Linked DNA regions of Sus scrofa: region 2 is linked to region 1. Evidence: chromatin contacts called from public HiChIP or PLAC-seq data. All regions are on one chromosome and are shown on one strand. The core of a region is the stretch at or near the end of the contact, and the rest is flanking DNA. Distances in the headings are between cores, read along the strand shown. Region 1 overlaps PIK3R1 (phosphatidylinositol 3-kinase regulatory subunit alpha). Region 2 has its middle 240 kb from the start of SLC30A5.

The links. HiChIP or PLAC-seq counts read pairs in DNA pulled down with a chosen protein or histone mark.
Region 2: an H3K27ac HiChIP or PLAC-seq map of skeletal muscle shows a contact between it and region 1. The contact joins two enhancer-like sites. A contact is called at or near these places in 2 of 47 Hi-C or Micro-C datasets (embryonic fibroblasts and skeletal muscle) and 1 of 2 datasets of contacts at active chromatin or transcription factors (skeletal muscle).

Annotation. Positions count from the first base shown.
Region 1 is chr16:46,488,926-46,494,127 of Sscrofa11.1, reverse strand. All of the region lies in intron 2 of PIK3R1 (phosphatidylinositol 3-kinase regulatory subunit alpha), which reads right to left. Among named protein-coding and RNA genes, the nearest start is that of PIK3R1, 57 kb to the right of the region's middle. Within about 2 kb of position 2,872, at least 3 of the 83 cell types and tissues checked have an H3K27ac peak or open chromatin away from gene starts, as enhancers often do. A contact at or near this core is called in skeletal muscle, where this site is marked.
Region 2 is chr16:47,039,691-47,044,236 of Sscrofa11.1, reverse strand. No RefSeq gene overlaps it. Among named protein-coding and RNA genes, the nearest start is that of SLC30A5, 240 kb to the left of the region's middle. Within about 2 kb of position 2,571, at least 3 of the 83 cell types and tissues checked have an H3K27ac peak or open chromatin away from gene starts, as enhancers often do. A contact at or near this core is called in skeletal muscle, where this site is marked.

The DNA.
Region 1 (5,202 bases), core at 1,623-4,122:
TGCAGTATTCCCTGAGATAGACTATAATGTGATCTTGCCACCTAACTCTATTAGCCATTCTAACTGCCCACGATAAAAGGAGAAGAGCTATGTTACGGAAGGAAATCGTAGAGCAGCACCCTCCCATAAAACCTGCTGTGATGATGGAATGTTCTATTAGTTGTGCCACCCAACAGGTGCTGCTGAGCACTTGAAAGTGGAGCTACTGCAAAGGAGGAAGTGAATTTTTTAATACTTACTGATTTAAAGTGAAATAGGTCTATCTGGCTGGTGACCACGGTATTGAAGAAGCCTATAATCTGAGCCAGGGCAAATTTTGCCAACAGTAGCTAAAAGATTCCCAAGTTGACTTTGTGCTACAAAGAGCCCATGATAAAGCTGTCCCCGAGAACAAGGAACCAGACATGGGCTTCAGCACCTGAACTCAGGGCATACAAAGGTTATCACTCAGTTTCCTGGGCCACTTTGTCCCATGGCAACAGCACTCAAACACATTTTACAAAGGCATAAAGGCAGGACAGATATGCCGCTAGATGCCATAATGATGGTCACGATGAGGAGAGCTGAGTGGGAACATCACCGCACCCGTGTTTTTCCCCCGCCTGCCTGCACCAATGGATCACGGGGAGAACCTGTGGAAGACAGATGCCTGGGTACGACCACAAACTCCCTGAATCAGGAGAGCCAGGAAGGGAACCAGCAATCTGTTTTGGGTTAACAGTACATTTTAGGACATGCTATTAGGAGAAGCAAATCCATCTGGGTAACCCTCACCCCCTGCCTGACAAAAATCCAGCAATAACTTCGGCCAAAATCTATAAAAATATGAGGATACCTGAAAAAGTGCTAGAAACACCAATACCTTGCAAGGTTTGTAGTCTTGAGCATTGAAAGCACGGTTAAGATTTAAAACAAGAAATACTAGAAAATGAAAGAGCACAACATTTCATTTCCTCTGACAAATGATCAACTACTTCCCTTTGCCTGAGCTGATCAGCTCACAAAAACCTCCTCCCCCGTAAATGCTTTCTACACTGTGCAAAATATCATCCCAGCAGCATAAGGTGACAGAAGGAAAACATAAAGGTAGGGACATGTTACTAATGGGGGCTCACTGTAGTGTTTCTCCATGGTCCTCTCAAACTTACAGAGCTCACAGCACATGCCAAGGTCCAGAAAGCTAAAAGCTAAACAGCAAACACAGGAACCCACAAATCCACACAACACTCGTCCAACCAACATGCCTAGTTCCTCCTTCCTGTTCTTCATAAATTACACAGGCATTTTTTTTTTTAATAAAGTTGGCAACTGAAAATGGAATTACTTAATCAAGGTTTATCGCCTTGTAGAATCTTATCAACACAATCATTTCTGCAGGCAAATATGGAAGTTAAGTGATAATTAGAGATTTCACTTAACAGTGATTGAAATATGCATCTGACAGTTGTTCTATTACTGGGTTGGCAAATACTACATATAAAGTTGTTTCTACTGCTCTTATTTCTTCACTTCAGCTTGAAGAAGGTGGGGGTGGGGGGCACACTACCTTATTTCCTTAGCCTTTCAATGTGTCTCTGGCAAATATGGTAGTTACCTTTCCATATCCTGAGCTGCAAAATACCACTGGTTTTACTCATTCAAATGCTACATGAAGTTTCTAAAAAGCATTGTGATGGCGACCAGGTCCTTGCAACAACACCTCACAAAGTGCACCCTGGAATATTTTAATAAGAAAAAACTAGACCATATAGTGTGGAGTACAGGTACTCCTTTTGTACTATATTGACTGAACATATCACTGAATTTTTAATATTGAAGAAAGTATATTACCCAAGTAGAGAAATCCATCCTACCTGATCAAAGTTTTGCCATGGGAATGTTAAAAGGTAAATTTTACAAAGAGAGAAGACTTTTTAAAGTAACAATTCAAGGATTTCCTATTCTCTAGCACAATATCTATGATTCAATCCATTTCCCCTTTAAAATGTTTAAACATAGGGAATGAGGAAGCACTACACAAGAAGCCTTTAAAGTTCACATTTTCCACTTTGGGCACCAGGATCAATTAGCAGCGAAAGTCGAAAATGCCGTTCTAAAGCAAAATACTAATTATTTCAACAACCCTAAAATCCACCATTCCTTTAATTTTATCAAATATACAAGGTCAATATTTACATTTCTGTTAGATCCCACCTTAGGAAATTCCAACAGGAAATGACAGTTGCTAGGAAGTACCAAATTTGGCAAGTTGTCCTCTGAAAAGTCCATGATAAAGTACCATATCACACAGTTCAATAAACTAAAATGTGATATAACTAAATATGCATATTTAAATATACAGAGATTATATATGGCGACTATCAAACAAAACACAAATTACCAGAGCATGATTCTCATCAAGTTGACACATCAATTCTCACTTGATTTCGCCTTCCAGACAGACTTTTACACCTGAATGAAGAATTTTTTTTTTTTTTTTTAAATCTGGCTGTAGCCAGTGTGTATGTCTGGATAGCCAAGTCTACTCTTAAAACTCTGGGTGAATTTTCAACTCCCCTACTTCAGTCCAACATCAGTTTTTCATTTGGGGAATCATTTTTCATCAGAAGAAATCTGTATCGCTTAAGGAGAAAGAAGACAAGAAGAGCAGAAGGCTCTAAAAGCGGTGGTGAAGCCAAGACATGTATTATTTCAAAGGAAAAGGGGAATTGGTCCTTAACAAGGACACCAGTGAACGAGGTGTCCCAGGTTGCAGAAGAAATTTTTGATGACACATCAGAGCTGCATTTTCCACTAGGTCTCCCCACTCCGCTCTCCCCTCCCCACTTGCCCTGGTGACAACCAATCACATGGAACAGAAGAGCCCTTCTCTCCCAACTTAGGCCCTTCCCATACCACTAACACGGACAGGCCTGAACAGTCCTTGGGCACCAGTGGCGTGTGGGAGACAGTGGCATTCCTCACGGTAAACGGTGCCAACACCGCTACAAAGTGCAAGATGAAACCAGCACACAGCTGCACCTTTTGGAGCCTTCTCCATTAAAAAAAAAAAAAAAAAAAAAAAAAAGATATTTTAGAGTTACTGCCTGGCACGGATGAATGGAAAATTTAAGCTGAAATTCTGGACTCCAGAGACTGCCCAAGCCAAGTATTTCATTACTGATGGAAGGAGCTTGGAAGTACATAAAAAACTGCCACTTACCTTTTAAAATGTAACACAAATACACAGAAAGTATATGCAAAGTGTGGATCAATATTAAATTAAGATGCTTGTCTTTTAACTGTTGCTCAATCAAAACTTTACTCCTGTCTGACACAATCTCCCTCATTCTTTCAAATGAAAAAAATGTACATTCTGGTGGGCAAAAATCTAAAAAAACCCCAAATACTTTCCTTAAATACACCTTATAAGCACGTTCATACTTTATGCCTATATGGCTAATATCTTGAACGTTTAAACTTCTCAAGTTCTATGGGCAAAGCCATAACGAATGCTGGCTAAGATAATGCATCTAAAAACCGCAAACAAAACAATTCTGAGTTCCTTCATTTTGGACCACACCTGTTTAATCAGTAGTGGATAAATTATTAAAACTGTTAGGTTTAAAGCCAAAGACAGCTGGGTTTTAATCTTGGTTTTGCCACTTAGGGTATGCTAATTAACTTGAACCTCGGTTTCTTCATCTGTGACATGAGAATAATTTTAAGTATAACAAGGACTAAATGAGTGATATATAGACAAACATGGGTAAGCAGAGTGCCTAGCATGTAGCAAAGCACAAACTAATGGGTAGCTGCTGTTAACTTCGAATTATTCATGCAATCTTTTTTCATTATTATTAACAGGTTTTTAAAATAGCCAATTGCACTGGCAAATTTTAAGACCAGAAACTTTTTTTCTTTTTTTTTCATTTTAGGCTGCCCTGCAACATATGGATTTGGCAGGTTAAGGATCAGATCTGAGTTGCAGCTGTGACCTACATGGCAACCTCGGCAATGCCAGATTCTTTCACCCACTATGCCAGGCCCAGGATTCAAACCTGTGTCCTGATGCTGCAGAGATGCCACTGATCCCACTTCACCACAGTGGGAACTCCCAGAAATTATTATAATTAAGAATTATAAGAATTCTCGGAACTTTTTTAAGGTGGCAAGCTGGAAGCATATTTAACAGAGTGAACATCTGCAGTTTGCCTTTCTATATATGAAAACACTCAATATCTTTTCAGAAGTTATCTAATGAGTCATACCTACATTATCACATTATTTAAAATACATTGCACTTTTCCCTGATAAGGTCTGAGTTATTATACTTCAGTTTTCTGAATATAAAGGAAAGATGAAGTTGGAATGATATGGAGCTTAGTGGGAACAAGGACTTTTCCTTTGGAGGAGGAGGAAGAAAAAAAAAAACGAAAACAAGGGCAACTGTGGAGTTCCCTTGTGGCGCAGACAATAAAGGAAGGATTGAGCATTGTCACTGCAGCTGCTTGGATCACTGCCATGGTATAGGTTTGATCTCTGGCCCAGGAACTTCCACATGCCACTGGCATGGCAATAAATAAATAAGTAAATAAAAAAGGGTGACTGGAAATGGGAGTAGAAAGAAGAGATGTGAAAGTAAATCTTCAGCCACAACTATACTGTTATCAGCGATAACTAGTTGGAAGGAATTAAAAGAGCTGTCAACAGATTTAAATAAGAAGTTTGCAAATCTTTTCAGATACTCTGAACTAATTAGGTTTTAGTAACTTTTAAGTTTTTCATCTTGCATTTATATCTCTTCTGCCCCACAGCTTAAAAACAAATGAAAGGGATCTGAGATCCTCTGCCTACTTAATTTATTTCTAGACAAGCAATACAGGAAACAAAGAGCAGGCAAAGACTTTATTAAACATAGGCAGACATTACAGCTGCACTTCTGATGGCTGGAGCTAAAGCCTTGGCGTTGAGATAATTGAAATGCAAGATTACATTTAATCTTTGACAGGCTAGTCTAATTAATTGTGATTCTTATCACCTAAATTGGAGTCTGATTTAAAGATTACGATTTACAGCATATAGCAAATTATGATGCTGGGTAGAGGATAAATGGGAAAGAGAAAGGGGCTCCCTCCTATCCCCACCAGGAAAATAATTTAGTTGAGTCCCCGGAACTTCAGGAGGCGAATGATTTAGAAAGACTAAATATCAAGTATGACT
Region 2 (4,546 bases), core at 1,322-3,821, 550 kb before region 1:
TGGCTGAGTAGTATTCCATTGTGTATATATACCACATCTTCCTAATCCAATCATCTGTTGATGGACATTTAGGTTGTTTCCATGTCTTGGCTGTTGTGAATAGAGCTGCAATGAACATGCGACTGCATGTGTCTTTTTTAAGGAAAGTTTTGTCCGGATATATGCCTAAGAGTGGGATTTCTGGGTCATATGGTAGTTCTATGTATAGTTTTCTAAGGTACCATCATGCTGTTCTCCATAGTGGTTGTACCAGCTTACATTCCCACAAACAGTGCAGGAGGATTCCCTTTTCTCCACACCCCCTCCAGCATTTTTTATTTGTGGACTTATTAATGAAGGGCATTCTGACTGGTGTGAAGTGGTATCTCATGGTAGTTTTGATTTGCATTTCTCTAATAATCAAGGATGCTGAGCATTTTTTCAAGTGATTGTTGGCCATCCATTGATCTTCTTTGGAGAAATGTCTATTCAGGTCTTTTGCCCATTTTTCCATTGGGTGGTTGGCTTTTTTGCTGTTGAGTTATATAAGTTGCTTATATATTTTAGAGATTAAGCCCTTGTCAGTTGCATCATTTGAAACTATTTTCTCCCATTGTGTAATTTGTCTTTTTGTTTTCTTTTTGGTTTCCTTTGCTGTGCAAAAGCTTGTCAGTTTGATTAGGTCCCACTGGTTTATTTTTGCTCTTATTTCTGTTGCCTTAGGAGAATGACCTGAGAAAATATTCATGAGGTTGATGTCAGAGAATGTTTTGCCTATGTTCTCTTTTGGGAGTTTGATGGTATCTTGTCTTATATTTAAGTTTTTCAGCTGTTTTGAGTTTATTCTTGTGCATGGTGTGAGGGTGTGTTCTAGTGTCACTGATGTGCATGCAGCTGTCCAGGTTCCCAGCAATACTTGCTGAAAAGACTGTCTTTTCCCCATTTTATGCTCTTGCCTCCTTTGTCTAAGATTAAGTGACTATAGGTGTCTGAATCAGACAATATCCTTATAGACTTTTGGTGTGATACTGTTTCTTCTTTCCTCTGAGGACAGTCCTTTGGGAATCCTAGCTTTATGCAGTGGTCTCAGATCTGACCTCCAACCTTGCCCAAGCCAAGGCTTAGTCTCTTGTCCCTAAAACTCAGGTTCTTGTCTTATTAAAACCCAGACTCTAATCTGCCAAGAATTGGCAAATTCCCCCAGGGTTCCAGCACTCACTTACCCCTGTGTGTTAAGCTGCATGTTATGTGGTTAACACAGAAAACTATGTTGATTTGAATTACATGAGAGAAATATGAGACTCTTCCTTTGTAACTTTCCTTCCTTCCTTCCTTCCTTCCTTCCCTCCCTCCCTCCCTTCTTTCCTTCCCTCCCTCCCTTCTTTCTCTTTCTTTCTTTCTTTCTTACTTACTTACTTTCTTTTTGGATTTTTAGGGCTGCACTCTTGGCATATGGAGGTCCCCAGGCTAGGGGGCTAATTGGAGCTACAGCTGCTGGCCTACGCCACAGCCAAAGCAACACCAGATGCAAGCCATGTCTGCAACCACACCACAGCTCATGGCAACACTGGATCCTTAACATACTGAGTGAGGCCAGGGATCAAACTCGCAACCTCATGGTTCCTGGTCAGATTCGTTTCTGCTGTACCATGATGGGAACTCCTGTCTTCCTTTGTAGCTTTCTAAAGTGTAACGAGGGGAGCACAGTTTACAGGAATAGATCAGCTCAGTACAGTGAAGACTGCTTCTCAATAAAATGAGCTGTTTCATGAGATAGTGAATTTCCTGTCACCATATGGATTCAAGGATAGGCTAGACAACTTACTGGGGACAGTTAGGTAGAGAGGGCTGGATTGGATTGGACAGGAGTGCTGCCCTCCTCTCCTTCCACTTGCTTGATGCTGATCTGCATACCAGAACCAAAGCCATAATTCACTCAGGAAGAAGCCTCCTTTCTCTTGCCATCTGAAAATTTAAAGTCTTGGCTTCCAGGTCTGTTCCCTGCCCTCCAGTGGCTCCTTGACACCTGGCAGCAGAGCTGTCTGGTCTGACAGGTTGCGCCAGAGCATGCGATGTCTGGGCTGCCAGGGTCTGCTGTTCACGTGGCCACGTCTCTGGGCTCTGTCAGGTGGCCATGGTTTGTCTTGGCTACATTGCTGTCAAGGGGGGAGGTAGACAGGGGGCAGGATGAGAGAGCAACAGGTGTTACCAGGCGTCTAGACAGAAACGTATCCTTATACCCACAGGAGCATTCGTTTAAAATAGCTCTTTCCCCAAATATTCTTCTGGTGGCACTGGGCCCGTCTGTGCTGTGGTTTAAGATCATTTGGCACCTCTCATTCTTGCAATCAGAGAATGGTTTCTGGGGCTGTAAAATCATCCGTGATCTAAACCAATTAGCTCAGCCAGGGGAGGATTACATGCACCAGCTCTGGTACGGGGGCAACTTCACGCAAGCTGATTTTACAAAGTTTTAGTGTTTTTGCTTGCCCTGTTCTCCTCTAGGGCTGTCATCATTTAACAGGATGAGGCCCTGGCAGGTGACATCTTTAGGTGCTTGTTCAATTGCCCTTGGAGAAACTGAGTGAAAAGTGTTCACACTGTCATGCTTGGTGCAGTAAGGACGGGAGGATGCCCTCTAAACGTGGGCAGTCTGTTTATATGAAGAGAGGAGTAAAATGTCCTTTTCCTGTTTGGGATGAATTGGAAACTGACAGAGCTTAGTCATGGGAGACATAGATGAGGCTCTGCCAAGAGTGCTGGGGCCTGAGGGCCCTTCATGGAACCCAGGCTGACATGAGGTTAAAGCCAAGGGGGCAAGTTCGATATAAGCTACAGGGACTTAGACTGTGCTTAGTGTCATACTATTCTGGCAAGTAAGGGACAGTGGTTTCATAGGTGAACTTGAGCAAGAAGAGCTGAGTTTGTAATGGGTTCCCCCAATAATTTCCTTTTGGTTTTGGCCCTTGTTAGAATAGCACCTTGAACTATGAGCAGAAAAAAAATAGAGAGAAAATGAGAATATAAAAATCTCACCCTTCCAGAGAAAGCTACAAGTGACATTTGGTTGTATATCCTTCCACATCCTTTTGTGTATGTGTGTGTGTCTTTTTATAGAAATGGAACCATACTCTTTGTCATCTCCTTACCTGCTTCTTATATTGATTCAATAAACAGATATCTAAAGAATGACTACCATGTACCTAGTCTTGTTCTAGGCACTGGGTGTGCACTGATGAACAACACAAATCCCTTACTTTCATGGAGCTTACGTTCTAGAAAGCATTCTGTGTTGAGCATCTTGTCCTATCCATTGATCCTTCTATGAAACAGCATTTTTAGGAGCTATATACTATTCTATTCTATAGATGGACTTTAATTTTTGTGTGTGCTGTTGTTGGAAATTCAGATGGTTTGCAACTTATTGCTCTTGCAAACAATGAGATGATGAACCTTTTGGTAGCTAATATGTCCATACAGATTTATCAGTAAAGGCTGTAATGGAAAACTAAAACTAAATGCTTTCTCTGGTAGTGGGGATAAATGTGTACTCTCTGGTTGTGACCTGCAGGCAATTAGTTGCAAACACTTGGGCTCAGAGGGTATCACTGACAGACTTGGCTGACCACATGGCTTGGGTTGGGGCAGGCGGGCCGCATGTGGATGTGTTTCAGCTGACCCAGGTGGACTGCCTGGCAGCACTCAGACCTGTGGATCAATTAAGGACACATAAGGGTTTCAGGGGTCTTTAGAGGACTGGTTGCTCTCACTGTGGTTTTAAAAAAATAAAGCTCCATGATAAACTACTGAAATTATATTTTAGCAAACCAAAGAAAAGGATTCTCTGTAGCACACACACAAAGGAGTTGGGGACAGCCTGTCCTTGTGCATTGAGGGCTGGGCAAGGACAGCGCAGCAGGTAGAAGGACCAGCTTTCATGAAGGCCTTTCTATATATTGAACCCTTGTGAGAAGAATGGGAGGCGAAGCAGTGAGAGGCAGCTGGCCACAGGAATGAAGGTTTGCTTTCACAGGGCTCCCTAAGTTTGTAGTTGTGTGTTCATTGTGCTTTAGATCATCTGTTTGTGTCCATGATGTGCTCTTAGGCTTACCAGAGGAAGTGAGTCCTTCCTTTTTTTTTTTTTTTTTTTTTTTTTTTTTCGTCTTTTTGACTTTTCTAGGGCCGCTCCTGAGGTATATGGTAGTTCCCAGGCTAGGGGTCTAATCAGAGTTGTAGCCACTGGCCTACACCACAGCCACAGAAACTCGGGATCCGAGCTGCATCTGTGGCTTGCACCACAGCTCACGGTAACACTGGATCCTTAACCCACTGAGCAAGGCCAGGGATTGAACTCGCAACCTCATGGTTCCTAGTTGGAGTCATTAACCACTGTGCCACGACGGGAACTCCAAATGAGTCCTTCCTTTTGCCGGATAGTTCTGGTGAATAAGACCAACATATTGAAATAATTTTAAATACCTTCTTCTTCTACACCCCTCTCTTCCCCTAATTCTATCCAGTCTCCCAAAGTCTCTTCAATCTGTGTTCAATGCCTAATCCTCTCTCA